3 separate regions of the Mus musculus genome follow, and all the other regions are linked to region 1. A link is a contact called in public Hi-C and promoter capture Hi-C data. All regions are on one chromosome and are shown on one strand. Each heading gives the region's core, a stretch centred on a gene start, on an enhancer-like site or on the middle of the called end of the contact. The rest is flanking DNA. Distances are from core to core; before and after follow the strand shown.

Region 1 (5,141 bases), core at 1,108-3,607:
TTTATGAGTTGGCCTCTTGTCATAGGTCCCTTAACTAGGAGGTGCTAAGAGCCTCTTGGTTTCTTTACAGCCTAATTGCTTGTAGCTACTGGCATCCCAATACCAGCCTGGGAGCTCGGGTGGAATGTTTAGATAACTCTAAAAGATGGGGGGGAATAGAAGGATTAAGACCCGAGGGTCACAGTCAGCCTGCTGATCACCTCTTCCAAGCACTTGTGCGGAAGAAACAGATCCAAAATTGATCAACATGGAATCGTGAGGGTAGACGTGACGACAGGATTCAAGGAACCCCAACACCACTTCCCAGCTCACACAAACAGCTTGCTCAAGAGTGGCCTTCAGACTTTGATGGAAAAGGAGGGATTCAGCTACCACAAGGGGACCCCGGCGTTTTCAAAATTATGCCACACTCAAAATGTTTATTACTCTTGTAATAGAGATATATACCCACAAACTGTAGGCACTGAGGAAGAAATCTGTGTAACAAAGGATCATGCTTTCTAGAAAAGGGACCAGTCCCTGACTCATGGGAAGCAGGGTATCAGGTCAGTCAGTACGTAAAGCTTTGCAGGAAATGGGAGTTCCTTCATCCAAATATGGTAGAGAACCAGGAGGGTCTCGGTATGGTGTGTGTGTGTGTGTATGTGCATGTGCATGTGCATGCATGTGTGTGTGTGTGTGTTTGTATGTGTGTAGCTGTGTGTGTGTGTGTGTGTGTGTGTGTAAAGAGCAAATGGCTTCGGGGAAATGCTAAGTGGTTATGACGTCAATCTCCCCAAATGCCAGTGGGGGCTTCCTAAGGGCAAGCTCTGATGTATGTGGGCAGACTGACACTGACCAGATGAGAGCATCTGCCAGTCTGCTGATGGAAAGATCTGATGTGAAGGTATATGGCCACACAATACTCCCCCAAGCACTGAGCTCTGCACCCCCTTAAGAAGCTTACAGATCTAGATTCCTCCACAGCTACCCAAACAGAGCGCCTGCGCACAGGCACACACACCACCACCACCACCACCACCACCACCACCACCACCACCACCACCACCACCACCACCACCACCTCAACCAAACAGCCCTGACCACAGCCACAACTTGCCAGGCCTTTACCTGAGGTATGCAACCCCTTGCTCCACTTTCTAGGAATTATATTCTCTTGGCCCTCCCTGTCTGCTTGGTTTTCGTCTATAAAGGATGGAACTTTGAATAGATACATTTTTGTAGGTGGTGATATGCAATACCAGAGACTTCTGGCTGCAGACCTTAGAATGAGTGACTCTGGAGGCTTTGGAGGAGGGGGTGTCAAGAAGAAGAGGTGTTTGTTTAAAGCAAAGGATTCCCTTTAAACAGCTGACGAGAAACCCCCTTTTACATCAAATCTAAGGAACATGGTGTCAGGATTGTTAAAGGCTGGAGAGACAGGGACGCAGAGACCATGTACAGGCACATGGTTAATGGTCACCCTTCCCTTTCTTCTATTTCAGTTAAGAACATATGACACACCAATCTTCTCTCTCATTATCACTTTGCTGGCACCTTGTCTTCTAGCTCCAGGCCTGACACTCCTAATTGCCTAGTTTGAGAAGTGCTAAGAAAACTGGAATTTTGTCACTAATAAAACTTAAAAGAATCATTTGCTTTCTCCCAGAGGGAAAACCCACAGCCGTTCCCAGTGCCCAGGTTTTCTTCTCCTAAGATTGTCTAACTTCTTAATTAGCCAAGTAAAGCAAGAATCTTTCCCTTGGACAGCCTGCTCACTCTGCTCCGAGTTTACAAACACATTTAGAAAGCCCTGGTTGTTATTTAAAGGAACCCTATACCTCTCCACCAGCTCCAACAGGCGGTTATGTCCTGTTCTCCGGGATATGAACAGGAGGGGGTGGCCGAAGCGAGGCACTCGCGAGCCCAAGTCACTCTGGTGCCCCGACTTGGTTGAAATTTTATCCAAAAAGGGGGTTCGGGTGAACCCCCAGGCGCTCAACCCGCGACTCTGGTCTGTGCAACCCCGGGATCCGGTCCCGCCGCTCACCTCGTTCTGCAAGGCGCATCTGGGCTGGTTGCATGCTGCCGTGTCTCAGCTAAGACTCCCGTCTAGGGGCTCCTCCGGAGGTCGCTCGTGGCCTCAGGTTTCTCTCCCGCTAGGCTTGTCCAGCCACCTTGCTCAGCACCCGGACCTTGTCGCCTGCCCCTGAACTTGTTCTCCCAGACTCTGCCCCAGAGAATCCGAAGGCAAACTTTTGCCACTGCCCTCCGGGGCGGGGCCCAAACTCACCCCGCCTCCTGCCGCCCCTAACCCAAGCTTCAGAGCTTCGCGGGCTGGTCCCCAGATACGCCCTGGTTCCCAGCCACGTCCCCGCCTCGGGCTACGTCCCCGCCCAGTCTCTGGATTACTTCTCTGCATCCGCGCTGTCTGGACTCTGGGACTCGGGCTGGGGCTCTTCAACCCTCTGTATCCCTCTGCCCCTATTCCTCTGCCGATCATCTACCCCCACCCCCAAACCTATACTCTGACTCCAAGGTTCTGCGTCTATCCTGCTAATTTTAAGTGCTCCAGAACCCAGCAGCTGCAGATACCTAACCGGGTGCAGAACTGGGCTTGGGTAGATATCTACCTAAGTGTCCAGAAGGATTTGAGCGGATTCTTATTAATACTGTTACTCACCTTGAGGTGACCAGTGTTAACTATACTATCTTTAACCTGAAATCAACCGACTACCAGCTTGAGCTGGTAAGCTAAGCCCCCTGCCCCTTTGGACTCCTGCCCCTGCCCCCATCCCTTTCGGAGCTGAAGGCAGGGACCCCAGCCTCTTGTGCATTTCAGGTCCTGACTCCTGTGTCTTGTCTACCTTAGTTAACTGTACCCAGTCTACTCCTGCGCTCTGGGCAAGCCTCACCGGCCATGTGGGGAGAAATGAGAATCTTTGGGGGGAACCGCAGGCACAATTGTCAGTTACAAAGGAAATGCAAAAGATCTCCAGACCAGCTTGGGGAAGGAGAGGGGAGAGGAAGCAGACCGCAGCTAAATTCCCGAGCAGGCAGGGTTCCAGGTCCCTGCTACCTTTTCTCTGGGGCTTTCTTGCCTACAGAAGATGAATTTACCGCTTTCTTGGGATTCATCTGGCATGTAAAGGCAGCTCTTGGCCGGTCTTGGCCTTCTCTGTTGTCTGGTGAGACGCACAAGCCCTCCGGGTCACAGGAGCCAGGCTGCAGAGCTCCAGCTGCCTTGGCTGCTCAGTAGCAGCGCGATTCTCCTGAGCTCTGGTCCTACTGCCTAGCCTCCCAAATTTGCCTAGTGTCTTGGACACAGCTGGGGAAAGCTAGTTCTCTCCCCAAGTGCAGTGAGAATGGGCGTGTCTCTGTATACTTGACTCCTACAGCATCCAGTTAAAGAAAGCAGAGGTGGCCACAGTTGAAGATGCTTCTGTAGCTGTTTCTGCAGCCACTTCCTGAGGCCAGGGTAACAACAGTTTCTTGGTCGCTATGTCTAACCCCACAAAAAGGCCTGGTGCTCTAGCTGTTTCTCACTGTGTCACCATCACTGCCCCGGCTGCTGGAGGTGTGTTTTATACAGCATCTGTCTCTCCATTCCCCGGGTAAATGGTCCTCTGGATAGAAGAGGGTGACCCTGAGTCTCTCTATGACAGCTCCTCCAGCCTCAGACACCAGACTCCCACAGCCTGAGAGGTACCAGGGCTCTTACTGCTAATGACAGTCTTTCCTAAGAGTGATTCCACCCACAGCATCCCTGTGGTATCCCTGAAACCTGTCTTTCAATGAGGTTTCTTTTCCCTCCAAGTTTCCTAACCAGAAGCAGCCATCTTCCCAGTCCAGGCCTCCTTCTCCCTGTCTTGTTCCTTGTTGTGATGTCTGTTCTGATGGAGGCTCTAGCTCTCACTGCTGTGATGGAGGCCCCTCCCCTGTCTGCTGTGATGGAGACCTTTCTTCTGTGGACCATGCTAGTGACCTTACCCCTCCTGCTGTTCTGTATCTGGGCTTTAAAGCTCAGATACTCAGCTCTCAGTGGGTCTCTAGGTCCATAGAGCCCGCTACAGGCAGATTTCTCCAAATGCATCTTCCCTTGGGTGTTGCTGGCTGATGAGAGAAAAACCAACTCATAACCTCAGCAGGAACAGCAGAACGAGGGGATCCATGTTCTGCAACCATCCCCAGAAAGGACAGAATCAGACAGGTGTGTCAGAAAGTAAAAGTGTGTGAGCTAGCGAGCTGACCAATCACACAGTTCCGGCTAGAAACTAAGAAGCGGTTGGTTTTCCGTGGAGAGGTCAGCAGGTGCCTGATTATGCTTCCTCCCCTGGCCTGAGCCTTGGGGGACTTACATACTTCCTGAACACCATTCTCAGCATGCTTGTGAGAATGTTTGGGTGAGATAAACATCTGTCTGCTGCAGTATATGGCTGGCCAGCGTGCGGAGGCTTTGTCCGATCCCTGTGGGCATGAATAGACAGTTCAGAAGACCGAGGGCCAATCCCGGTAGTTAGAGAGTCCTCCCTGCTGGTTGTCTTTGGCTTACCCACAGCAGTGCATATGGCTTTAGACTTGACTGGGGCATTAACTCCGTAGGGTTTGGTTTATTGCCCCCCCCCACGTGTGAGTCATTCCCTCCCGGAGAGTGTGTTTGTGCTACATGCATGTTCATACATGTTTATGTCCTATTGGGTTGTATTTCTGAAGCACTCTGACATTTGGTATCATGGTTCCAGAGAAAAGGCTGAACTTATTGTAGATAGGCAGCATGGGAGAAAGGAACTCGCTTGAGACAATACTGGGGGCTTGGGTCTTGTGGTCACTCTGCAACTTGACAGACAACCTCAAGCCACTTCCTCTCTGCCGGTACGCACCACTCAGATCTGGGGAGAGATGGCCTTGTATTCGAAGCTGGCCCTGGGCTTGTGGAATGGAGCATGGCCCTGTGTGCCACACGACCCTATTGGGGAGCACGGTGATCCTTTGACTCACTGCCACAGCCTTCACAGGGGAGTTCATTCCGTGACAGCCATCGGCCAACGCCAAGTGACTAAAGTGCCTTGTCCTCATCACCACACTCCTACTCTGTCCTGTAGTCATCCTTGAGGTCAGCCAGGAGTTCCAGGAACTGTTCTTCTCACAGTTTGTGTTTTAGA
Region 2 (5,141 bases), core at 662-3,161, 440 kb after region 1:
CTGGGGAATTTATCTGCCTTTGTAAGAATAGCAAACAAACAAACAAACAAACAAACAACTCAGCTGGGTGGTGTCTCCTACAGTCACCACTCCCTAAGTCTCTTAATCTCCTTCCTGAGTGTCTTTCTGATAAGTTAGCTCACCGTGCAGCTGCTCTGTTCCTTTAGGTTCGTGAAGCCCCTCATACAATTCATATTACATCCTTATTGTTTGCATAGTTGAGAAATTATATATTTTTTGTCTTTTTGTTTGTTTGTTTGTTTTCGAGACAGGGTTTCTCTGTGTAGTTCTGGCTGTCCTGGAACTCACTCTGTAGACCAGGCTGGCCTCGAACTCAGAAATCCATCTGCCTCTGCCTCCTAAGTGCTGGGATTAAAGGTGTGTGCCAACCACTGCCCGGCAAGAAATTATGTATCTTTGAACTCAAGTTTCTAGAGTTCTTTTCCACAGCCTCAAGGGCTGTCCTGAAAGTCCCAGTATTTACTGTTTTTTGGTTGAGACATTAGCCACACCTTCACCTCCTGGACTCATGCTGTCTGATTATCATGGAGTCGTTAATGTTAATGGGGGGGGAGGGGGGAGGACATTCCATAAAGTAAAGACTCCTTTTGCTTTCAGCAGTCATCAGACACTTTTGGAGGGCCATGTTCCCTGGCTCTGTGCCAGGGGCAGGATCCATGTCATTCTGTCCCCATCAAGACCATGCCAGGACCCAGCAGCAAGGATAGATTCTGGGTTCATGGTGGGGTACAGGATGGAGCCCACAAGTGAAGAGAAAGCCCTAGAAAATCCTAGTGTACCCATAAGAAGACAATGCTGGAAGCTGCTGAGTGTAGAGAGCATGGGACTATGCAGTGTGTGCCTTGTCGCAGGGGCTGCCATTGAACAAGGGGCCACTGGGCCTTGCCAACTTGTTGCTGAGTGAGTTGCAGCCTGGAGGGAAGAGAAGCAGAGGGTGGCATGGCAGGAGCACTCTGTCTGTATACACGGAGGACAAAGGGACAAGGGGACACGCAACAGAAAAGCTCCCCGAGGACGAGGGCAGGTCATAACAGGACGTGACATCATGACCTAAAACAGAGAAAAAAAATATAAAACTAATTTCCCCAGAGGGTGGGAAGAACGAAGGGAGGTGGTTGGGGAGAAAGATAATTGGTTATGAGCGCTTGTTGTTCATGCATGAAGGTGAGGGGGGTGGGGTGGGCACAACGGACCTGGGTTTGATTACCAGTAACCACAACTGTCGATAACTTCGGTTCTGAGGAGTCCAGTACCTTCTTCTGACCTCCCCAGGGACCAGGTCCTCACATGGTACATAGACAGGCCTCTGAAAAAATAGTCATACACATAAAATATAAAATAAGATTAATTAAAAAAATAACAATGAAGAATTTTATTTTCTGAACAGAAGTTGAGTTTTCGTTTTTAAAATATTTCTGTTTGTACCTCCTACACACAAGGACCACAGTATGCACCCCTGAGACAGAAACAGCTGAGCAGTAGAATCAAGAAGAGTTTCCTCTTGCTTAGCCTGGTGTCCCCAGCCACCTCCAAAATGAGCAGGTAGCCGTAGGGACCAAGCAGAGTCCTGCTCCCACCAAAAATGGCAAGACTTAGTGCCAGCAGGAGGTGAGGGGTGGGGGAGGGGTGTTTTCTGGTGAGGCCAGGAGTTAGCTGGACCCCACCAGGTAGTCAAGTGAGCTCCTAACCCTGACGGCGCCTCCTGCTGAGCACACAGGTTGTTGCTTGGTGACAACCACTTGGGACTCTAACTAAAGGCATCCCATTTACTGGAAACCCACAGATGCACGCAGGTGGCAGCAGGCTGATTGACAGCCTCTGGCTGCTCTCCCTGTGGTTCCCTCCTTTCTGCAAAGCCCATCCTTTAACCCCAAGCAAGAGCTACACAGTTACAACCTTTTCTTGAGACCCCTTTGGCTGAGTGGAGCTCTAGTAACAGTCATCTTTGAATGGCTTCATGGTCTCAGGAGGCTCTCCCTGTTGCTTAACATAATTCTTTGCCTTTCACATTCATTGTTGCCTATGGGTTTCATTCGTTAGACATGAACAGGTGTTGGGCTCTGCTCTTGGGAGCTCTGATGGCCTTGACTGTCCCAAACTTCTGCACTCTTCTGGGTATATATTTTTTAAAAAGTTCATTATTATTACTATCATTCTCATCATCACCATCATTCTCATCATCATGGCTATTCGTGTGCATGATGTATATATGTGTGTCGAGTCCCACTCGACCAGCAAGAAAGATGCAAACACCGGTTCTTCTTTAAGCAGTTTACTCAGACAGCTACTTACTTCAAATCCCCTGCCTCTCTAGTTACAAGTGTTTTTCTCCTCTCCAGCCACAACCACGCCCCCACCAATTACCACAGGTCACATCACCTCACCAGGCAGGCTTTCTCAGCCAATCAGGGATTAAGGGCGGGCCATCCACCAAACATGGGCTTGTTTACTACCTGGAGCAGACTTCCATCCTGCTGACCAGGAAGTCCGGAATGGCTCCCTACATATGTGTGAATGTGAATGTGGCTACCATGTACGATGAAGCATATGCAGAGGTGAGAGGACACCATTTAGAAGATGGCTCCTCTTACCTTGTTGAGGCAGGGTCTTTCTTGTTTTTTCTTGCTTGCATATTTCAGGCTAGCTGACGTTCGGGCTTTTAGCTGATCTCCTGTCACTGCCTCCCACCTCAAACGAGGAGTGCTGGAATGACAGATGAATTCCACATCTGGCTTTTTGCCATGGGTTCTGGGGATTGAACTCAAGTTATCAGGCTTGTGAATAAAGCCATTTCTTGTGGGCAATCACACCCGCAGCTTTCCTGACACTGACATCTCATGCCTGAAATCTGTATTCCCACACTAGCCTCCAGCTTGGCTCTCACAGCACCAACTCAGCTTCGATTGCTTGCAAAGGCTTGGGGCTGCTGCTGCCATTGGACCGTCAGCCCGTGACAGTTATCCCAGATGAGCTGCTCACTAAACATGAGCAGAGATACTGCCTGCTAACAGAGAGGACTTAAGGGTCTCCTGATAACATCCGCTCATCCAGGATCTAATAAAAATACAGCTGTCATAACAGAACCGGGGACAATTACAACTGGAAAAAAGAAATCAGGTTCTGCTGCCAGGAAGAATCAGATACTGGAATTGTCTGGCAACGATCTTAAAGAAGCCATCACGAAAGTGACAGTACATGGTAAATATAGCAGTTAAGAGAACTTGCTGCTTCTGCAGAGGACCTGCATCCCAGCACCTACGCAGAGCAGCGCAGACACCGGAAACTCCGACTTCTGTGGACATGGCGCCCTCTTCTGGCCTTCTCATGGATCTGCACGTATGCATATGCAAGTGCACACAAACACGCATACATGATTTAAAAAGAAAATATTTTTTTAAAAAGAGTAAATCCAATTATGATTTACAAATGAAGAAACAGATTTTAGCAAGAAAACAGCACTCATACCAGAGCCTAGAGGAAGTGATAGAATTGAAGATTAAACTTTGAAACAAAAGAATCTCTCTGGATGGGCTCAATAGAAGAATGTATATTATATGTCAGGGGAAATCAGAGAAAGCAATAGAATATGTACGATCTGAAAAACAGAGGCGAAAAAAACCTAAAATGAAAAAGTGCAGTGCATTAGGGGCCAATGAGAATGCAACAAAAGATCCGACACTCACCTCTTAGGAGTATGCTTAGATATGCTAAGTGACCATATAATAGTACAGGCTTAACAAAATTCATGACAAGATATGTTATATTAATATATTAAGCTAAATATGCTGAGGGACCAGAACATGTCTATGATTTCAGTGGGGACTGTGGCTGAAGCATCACCAGTTCAAGGCCAGCCTGGGCTGCAGAGTGAGACTTTGTCTCAAAACAGAAAGGAATAAGACACAGAGAAGGGCTGGGGATACACACACACACACACACACACACACACACACACACACACGTCATAAGAAGATATTCTTAGGGCCTGGAGGTGACGCTCAGTTGGTAAAGCGCTTGCCTAGCATGCATGAATCCCCCAGTTCAAGCCCAGCATTCATACACTGACTATGGTGGCACATGCTGGGAATCCCAGTCCTTAGGCAGCCGTGCGTGGCAAGAGTGTCAGAAGTTCAAGGTCAGCCTGGGTTATATGAGACTCTGTCCTTAAAATATAAATAACAGGAAGGAAGGGAGGAAGGGAGGGAGGAAGGAAGGAAGGAAGGGAGGGAGGAAGGAAGGGAGGAAGGGAGGAAGGAAGGAAGGAAGGGAGGGAGGAAGGAAGGGAGGAAGGGAGGAAGGGAGGAGGAAGGGAGGGAGGAAGGAAGGAAGGAAGGGAGGGAGGAAGGAAGGGAGGAAGGAAGGAAGGGAGGGAGGAAGGGAGGGAGGAAGGAAGGAAGGAAGGGAGGGAGGAAGGGAGGGAGGAAGGGAGGGAGGAAGGGAGGGAGGAAGGGAGGAAGGGAGGGAGGGAGGAAGGAAGGGAGGAAGGAAGGGAGGGAGGAAGGAAGGAAGGAAGGGAGGGAGGAAGGGAGGGAGGAAGGGAGGAAGGGAGGGAGGGAGGAAGGAAGGGAGGAAGGAAGGGAGGGAGGAAGGAAGGGAGGAAGGGAGGAAGAAAGGGAGGGAGGAAGGAAGGGAGGAAGGGAGGAAGGGAGGAAGGGAGGGAGGAAGGGAGGGAGGAAGGGAGGAAGGGAGGAAGAAAGGAAGGAAGGAAGGGGGGAGGTGGATGGACCGAGAGAAGGAATAAAAATCTAACCATAAGAGGCCACACATGTAAATGAGAATGGAAACATAGGAGAAAGCATTTGACTTTGGGCTTAAGAATTCTTAGACCAGCCGGGCGTGGTGGCACACGCCTTTAATCCCAGCACTGGGGAGGCAGAGGCAGGCGGATTTCTGAGTTCGAGGCCAGCCTGGTCTACAAAGTGAGTTCCAGGACAGCCAGGGCTACACAGAGAAACCCTGTCTCGAAAAACAAAAACAAAAACAAACAAACAAACAAAAAAAAGAATTCTTAGACCTAGGCCCCGAAGTGTGACCCGAAAGAGGAAAGGTGGATAAGCAGGAGCGCATTTCATGATAACACTTTGGTTTCAAACAAACAAACAAACAAACAAACAAACAAA
Region 3 (5,141 bases), core at 1,436-3,935, 270 kb after region 1:
CCAGAGAGCCTATCCTAATTCCTGATGACACTGAACAGCTGGAAGACTGGAAACCTTTAGGTCAAAGATGTATCTCATAAAGGCTCTTCATCACGCCCTGAACTATGGTTTCAGAACATCTGCCTGGATCAGTTCTGTGTGTTTAAGTGATGTGCAGAGGTGCTTGAGGTCTGATACAAGTTAAAACACTGAAAGAAAATCAAAAAGCATCCAATTATCACTTTTAAAATAATGTTTTTAGAATAACTTTAAAAACTTACCAACTCTATCAGGGAGGACTTCCAGTGCAGAAACTCTTTCATCCTTATTAAGTTCTAGTCCATAAACACAGTCAAATCCATCGTACTTTATAAGATACAGGGAAGGATTCACAGGCACCTGGTCCAGGACAGTCCCCTTCCACTGGGTAACAGGGCCATTGCCCTCTCTCCATCCATGCTGGATCCTGCAGCCTACGATGTTCCGCCGGGGTTGGGACACAGGCTTGCTTGGTCCCACACTGGTCCGATGTTTTCTGTATTCACACATACAATGTATTATTCTCACAAGAATGCATATCTGGACCCAATATAGCCACCAGTTTGCATGTTCTTCATTACATATGATCCTAAAGGACAGACAAACTCCTACTGGTGAGGCAGGACTGCAAGTTTGAGGTCAGCCCAGGCTGCATAGCAAAATGTGCTTCAAAAATAACGGGCTGAAGGAATGCCTCAGTAGGTAACAACATTTGCTGATCTTGTATATGACCCAAATTAAGTTTCCAATATCCATATGGTATTTTATAACTGCCTGTACTCAGTTCCAATGCCTTTTTCTGGTCTCTTCAGAAATCAGGCATGCATGTAGTATACATACATGTATGATGAAAGCACTCACAAGCTCATTTAAAAAAAAAAAAAAGAAAGAAAGAAAGAAAGAAAGAAAGAAAGAAAGAAAGAAAGAAAGAAAGAAAAAACAGTATTTCGTTCCTCCTTATGCCCTGGTAGCCTCAAAATTGAGTGTAAGTGAGCTGGACTGTGTGTGCATGCACTTCAGTTCACTCAGAAGCACAATTTCCTCACATAGTTGAATGTTTCACAAGCATATTTTAATAGTTTATGACAAAATACTAACATATGAAAAATTACAGTAACATCAAGTGATGGTGTTTCTGTGGTTGAAATATTTACATAAAATACTAATACTACTCTGGCTATTTTTATGTGTGCACAAATGCACATACAAGAATGTGTGTCCATGAAGAGGCCAGGGGTGCTATTAGGTGTCTTCCTCCACTGCGTGCTCTCCACCTCATCTTTTAAAGCAGGATATCATCTTTTCTCTCTCTCTCTCTCCCTCTCTCCCTCTCTCTCTCTCTATATATATATATAAATAAATCATCTGGATGCCATTTAGGCTAGACTGGCTGGCAATGAGTTCCTAGGATCCACACATCTCTGCCACACCCCAAACAACTGAAGTTAGAAACAAATGGTCCATCTGAGGACCCAAACACAGGTCCTCGTGCTTATTAAGAAAGCACTTTACCCACTCAGTCATCTGCCCGGGCCCCTATCCTGGCTTCTGACATTGGGGGGGGGGGGGCGGGGGAGGGAGGGGAGAGGCCACACTTCATTTCACTTTGAAATAGAAGGACAAAGGACAAGACTTGGACGCAACACAAGCCACACCAACTTGACAGTTGCTGCGATGTGCCGAGAGTCAAACAGGGCTGAAGAGGTTTCCTTCCCGTTTTACAAAGATGCATGACAATTACAATTAATTTCTTAAAAAAAAGAAAAAAAAAAGAAATCATAGTTACAGTAGCTAAAAATATATAAAAGAAATGCATTGTTTGCATGCCCTTAGTTTTGCCAGAGGTTCTGGAAACAATGGTCTCTTGAAACCATGAGGAAGGACTTCAGAGGAAGTAAGCATTGGGAGGGAGGGAGGGAGGGAGGGAGGGAGGGAGGGAAGGAGGGAGGGAGGAGCTGAGGCACTGTGGAACTGGGAAAAGGAGTGGGGAAAGTGCAGCTCCTAGAAGCCAGACACCTCCACACCTCTTCCCCCACCCCTGCCCTCAAAGCAGCACACCTTCCTCCTAGGGAGAGCCATGTCCCCAGGCCACCCCACTGGAGTGTAAAACCCTAACTAAGCTGGGTATGAATAGAGCCAGGAAATAAAGTCCAGAGGCAGATCCAGGGGAGAAAAAAAAAAAAAAAAAAAAAAAAAGACAGACAAAGCAATAAATAGACCCAGGTGGCTAAGGAAAAGCCCTGTTTGAAATCAGCCAGCATGCGCTGAGCTGAGGAAGCTAGGGAAGTCTGGGGCAAAGGGGGCATCTGCTTATCTTCTCCCCTCCCTTCCAGCCCTGGAGTCCTGCTGGACAATATGCAAAAGCACCTTAAAGAAGAAATGTTCTTGATTGAGTTGTGATTGGCAGTAGAGGCTGGCCAGGAAAATATATCCATGTATTAGATAAAATGGTTAATGGCACTAAGCAAAGGAAAGAGACGCTGTCCAGTTGACTGTGCCAAGAAGTGCCCAGGTTGGATGTTTGTTTCTGGGTGTTGTCTGAGAATGTTCTGGAAAGGGGTCAGTATTTGAACTACTGGACTGAGGAAAAACAATGTGACCTCAGCAGTGCAAATGGGCTTCACTCAGCCTGCTGAGGGCCTGGACACAACAGGCAGGAAGATGGTTTTCTGGCTCCTGGTTCTCCAGCCTTGAACTAGGACTGAACTCTGCCATCAGCATTCCTGGCTCACACACTGCACACTGAGAGGACTTCTTGCCTCCTCTATATTGCATGACTCAGATTCTCATTATTTCATTCTCTTCTATCTCCTACTTACTGGTTCTCTTGCTCCAGAGAATCCTTACATAGGAACATGTGCCACAAAATGGGAAGATAGCCAGGTAAGACACAACATGAAAGAGCTAGGCAAGAAAACAGACAGACAACTGAGAGGCATGTGAGGAAACGGACGCATGGGTTTCCGTTAATACAAACCTGAGTGGTGAAGGGAGGCAGGGGTAAAACCTGAGGTGGCAGGTGTAAGGACTACAACAGACGCTGCACAGTCTGCTGTCAAAGGCCAACATAAACAGCATGTATGCACATAAGTGTGTGCACACCACAATGTGGAGTTGGTTTTCTTCTTACACATTACATGTGTTTAGGGAGTGGAAACCAAGTCACCAGGCTTATGAGGCAAGCGCCTTCTCTCTCTGAGCTAACTCACTAGTTCCCACAAAGTCACTTAGTACTGAGATTGCTAATTCAATGGGGACAACTGCTCCTGTGGGGGTGGGCAGCAATGGATGGTGGCGATTCTAGTAGACCTCACAAGACTCTAGTTCCCCTACCAAGAGGAAGTAGCTGAGGAGCCTGGAGTGGCAGGCTGGTGGCTGTGGCTAACAGTACTACGATAGGGTGCTGCATCTTTACATGTGTTTACACATGTGCTTACACACGTGTTTATGTGTCTCTGACAACAGCAAGTTTTAAAGTGCTTTGTGCAGGTCTCACATATTTTGTCTACTTAAAAATAAATTGTGTATTTTATGGCAATAAATTGTGAAAATATTATTGTCTGCAGACTATTTTATACAGGACATACTTTCTTGATCCCATCCAATAATCACAAATCCTCCCAGGTCAACTTCAGGTGTAAGGGACTCATGTCAATCTCATAGTATTTGAGAATCAATCAAAATATGTAACTGTTTTGACACTATAGATTTAACACAATTTTCAATCTCTTTCCACTCACACAACCAGTATTAAAAGAGAAGAAAAGCTTCTAACTACTAAATAACACTCAGACTCAAAAGAGGACTTCTAGGCATGTGAAGTGTCTAGGAACAAGCACCTGTCCTCCTCAGGGGTGAGAATGGGTCCTTAGACAGGTCTCAGAACACCAGATCTTCTCAGTTTTTACCTTTGTCTTCAGGCAACAGTCATAAACCATTAAATTTTTACACCCATATCCCAGTGCACTCCCCTCCATAGAACAGGTTCACAACAAAGGCTAAGGCAGGTGCCTCATCTGACCAAGGAAACAATTTGGTCATACATACCAGGTTCCTAACTTCAACATGGGTCATTGTAACTTCCCAAATCCTAAACAAGAGACACTGTTATTTCTTCTTAGGAGTGCTTTGTCCATTTTGAATCTCTGCTACTTCCATATGAATTAGGAGGGGTATTTTTCTAGTTCTGCACAAGAAACATCACTGGGATTGTGATGGAGATTGCACCGAATCTGTAGATGGCTTTTATTTCCACAGTATGAATTGTATCAGTGCGTGCCTGAGTCAGTATGGAAAGGTGGGCTTTTTCTACTGTATTCTACTTTACTTAAATGTTGATTCTAACACAAATCATGGTTGAATACTGTTTTCTTTTCATTCTTATTTATTTTGTGTGCAGCTATGTGGGTGCATCAGCACCACGGTGTGTGTGGATCAAATAACTTGCATGAACTCAGTTCTGTCCTTCTACCATGTGGGTCTCGGTGCCAAGTATCTCTTCTGGCTGTGGCCCTTCACCAGCCCTTTTCAGTTTTTGGAGGCAGGGTCTGCCCTTGAACTCACAGTGATCCTCCTGCTTCAGAAATCCTGAGTGCTGGAGGTGTGGTCTTCATGGAGGAAAGGTGTCCTTAGGGGAGGGCTGTAAGGTTTCAGAAGCCCACACCACACCCAGTCTCACTGCTTCTCTGCCCTACTGTATAAGATGCAAGCTCTCAGCTACTGCCGTGCGTGTCTGCCTGCCACAACACTCTCCACTGTGATGACCATGGACTCACCTCTGAAACTGCAAGCAAACCCTCAAATAAGTGTTTTCTTCATAAGAAAGAGTAATCCAAGAAATATTTGCTCTTTTGGCTAAAGAAAACTCTTTTCCCTCAATATTGGAAGAAAGTGGCAGAGAAACAGAAGAAAGATCTTTATGAAGCTCTTAACAAAATGGAAAAAACTTGGAGGTGAGAGTATCCTTCAAGAGTGGAGAAAATGTAATGATAGAAAAGAGGGAATGGTAGAAAAGGAAAGGTTCAACGGGCAACACAGAGGAAGGAATGTGGAAAGGATAATTAATATCAGAGGCTTTTAAAACTACTTGACAGACAGACAGACAGACATGGGGTGCAGTCAGA

The links. Promoter capture Hi-C pulls out the DNA fragments that hold promoters and counts their contacts. A called contact is a pair of places that touch in the nucleus more often than the background predicts.
Region 2: a promoter capture Hi-C map of embryonic stem cells shows a contact between it and region 1, with 20 read pairs. The contact joins the enhancer-like site here to the promoter of S1pr3 in region 1. A contact is called at or near these places in 21 of 39 promoter capture datasets (3T3-L1-derived adipocytes, the C10 cell line, the HPC-7 cell line and 12 more), 3 of 15 datasets of contacts at CTCF or cohesin (CD8 T cells and embryonic stem cells), 114 of 484 Hi-C or Micro-C datasets (the 4T1 cell line, B cells, the C2C12 cell line and 58 more), 38 of 115 datasets of contacts at active chromatin or transcription factors (PVALB interneurons, SST interneurons, astrocytes and 22 more) and 3 of 9 other capture datasets (embryonic stem cells, liver and pancreatic islet).
Region 3: a contact with region 1 is called in a Hi-C map of bone marrow-derived macrophages, with 27 read pairs. The contact joins the enhancer-like site here to the promoter of S1pr3 in region 1. A contact is called at or near these places in 9 of 39 promoter capture datasets (the C10 cell line, cranial neural crest, embryonic stem cells and 5 more), 1 of 15 datasets of contacts at CTCF or cohesin (large pre-B cells), 1 of 484 Hi-C or Micro-C datasets (bone marrow-derived macrophages), 17 of 115 datasets of contacts at active chromatin or transcription factors (SST interneurons, bone marrow-derived macrophages, craniofacial prominence and 7 more) and 5 of 9 other capture datasets (adipose tissue, embryonic stem cells, liver and 2 more).

The regions. Positions count from the first base shown.
Region 1 is chr13:51,405,834-51,410,974 of GRCm38.p6, reverse strand. It overlaps S1pr3 (sphingosine-1-phosphate receptor 3), which reads right to left and starts at 2,357. Exons shown (of 2, transcript NM_010101.4): 1 at 2,030-2,357. All of the region lies in intron 1 of Gm32834 (a long non-coding RNA gene), which reads left to right.
Region 2 is chr13:50,962,456-50,967,596 of GRCm38.p6, reverse strand. No RefSeq gene overlaps it. Among named protein-coding and RNA genes, the nearest start is that of Gm32613, 27 kb to the left of the region's middle. Within about 2 kb of position 1,911, at least 20 of the 459 cell types and tissues checked have an H3K27ac peak or open chromatin away from gene starts, as enhancers often do. A contact at or near this core is called in differentiating embryonic stem cells, embryonic stem cells, epiblast stem cells and 5 more, where this site is marked.
Region 3 is chr13:51,134,730-51,139,870 of GRCm38.p6, reverse strand. Spin1 (spindlin 1) reads right to left here. Exons shown (of 6, transcript NM_146043.4): 4 at 261-514. Among named protein-coding and RNA genes, the nearest start is that of Nxnl2, 34 kb to the left of the region's middle. Within about 2 kb of position 2,685, at least 44 of the 459 cell types and tissues checked have an H3K27ac peak or open chromatin away from gene starts, as enhancers often do. A contact at or near this core is called in SST interneurons, adipose tissue, bone marrow-derived macrophages and 1 more, where this site is marked.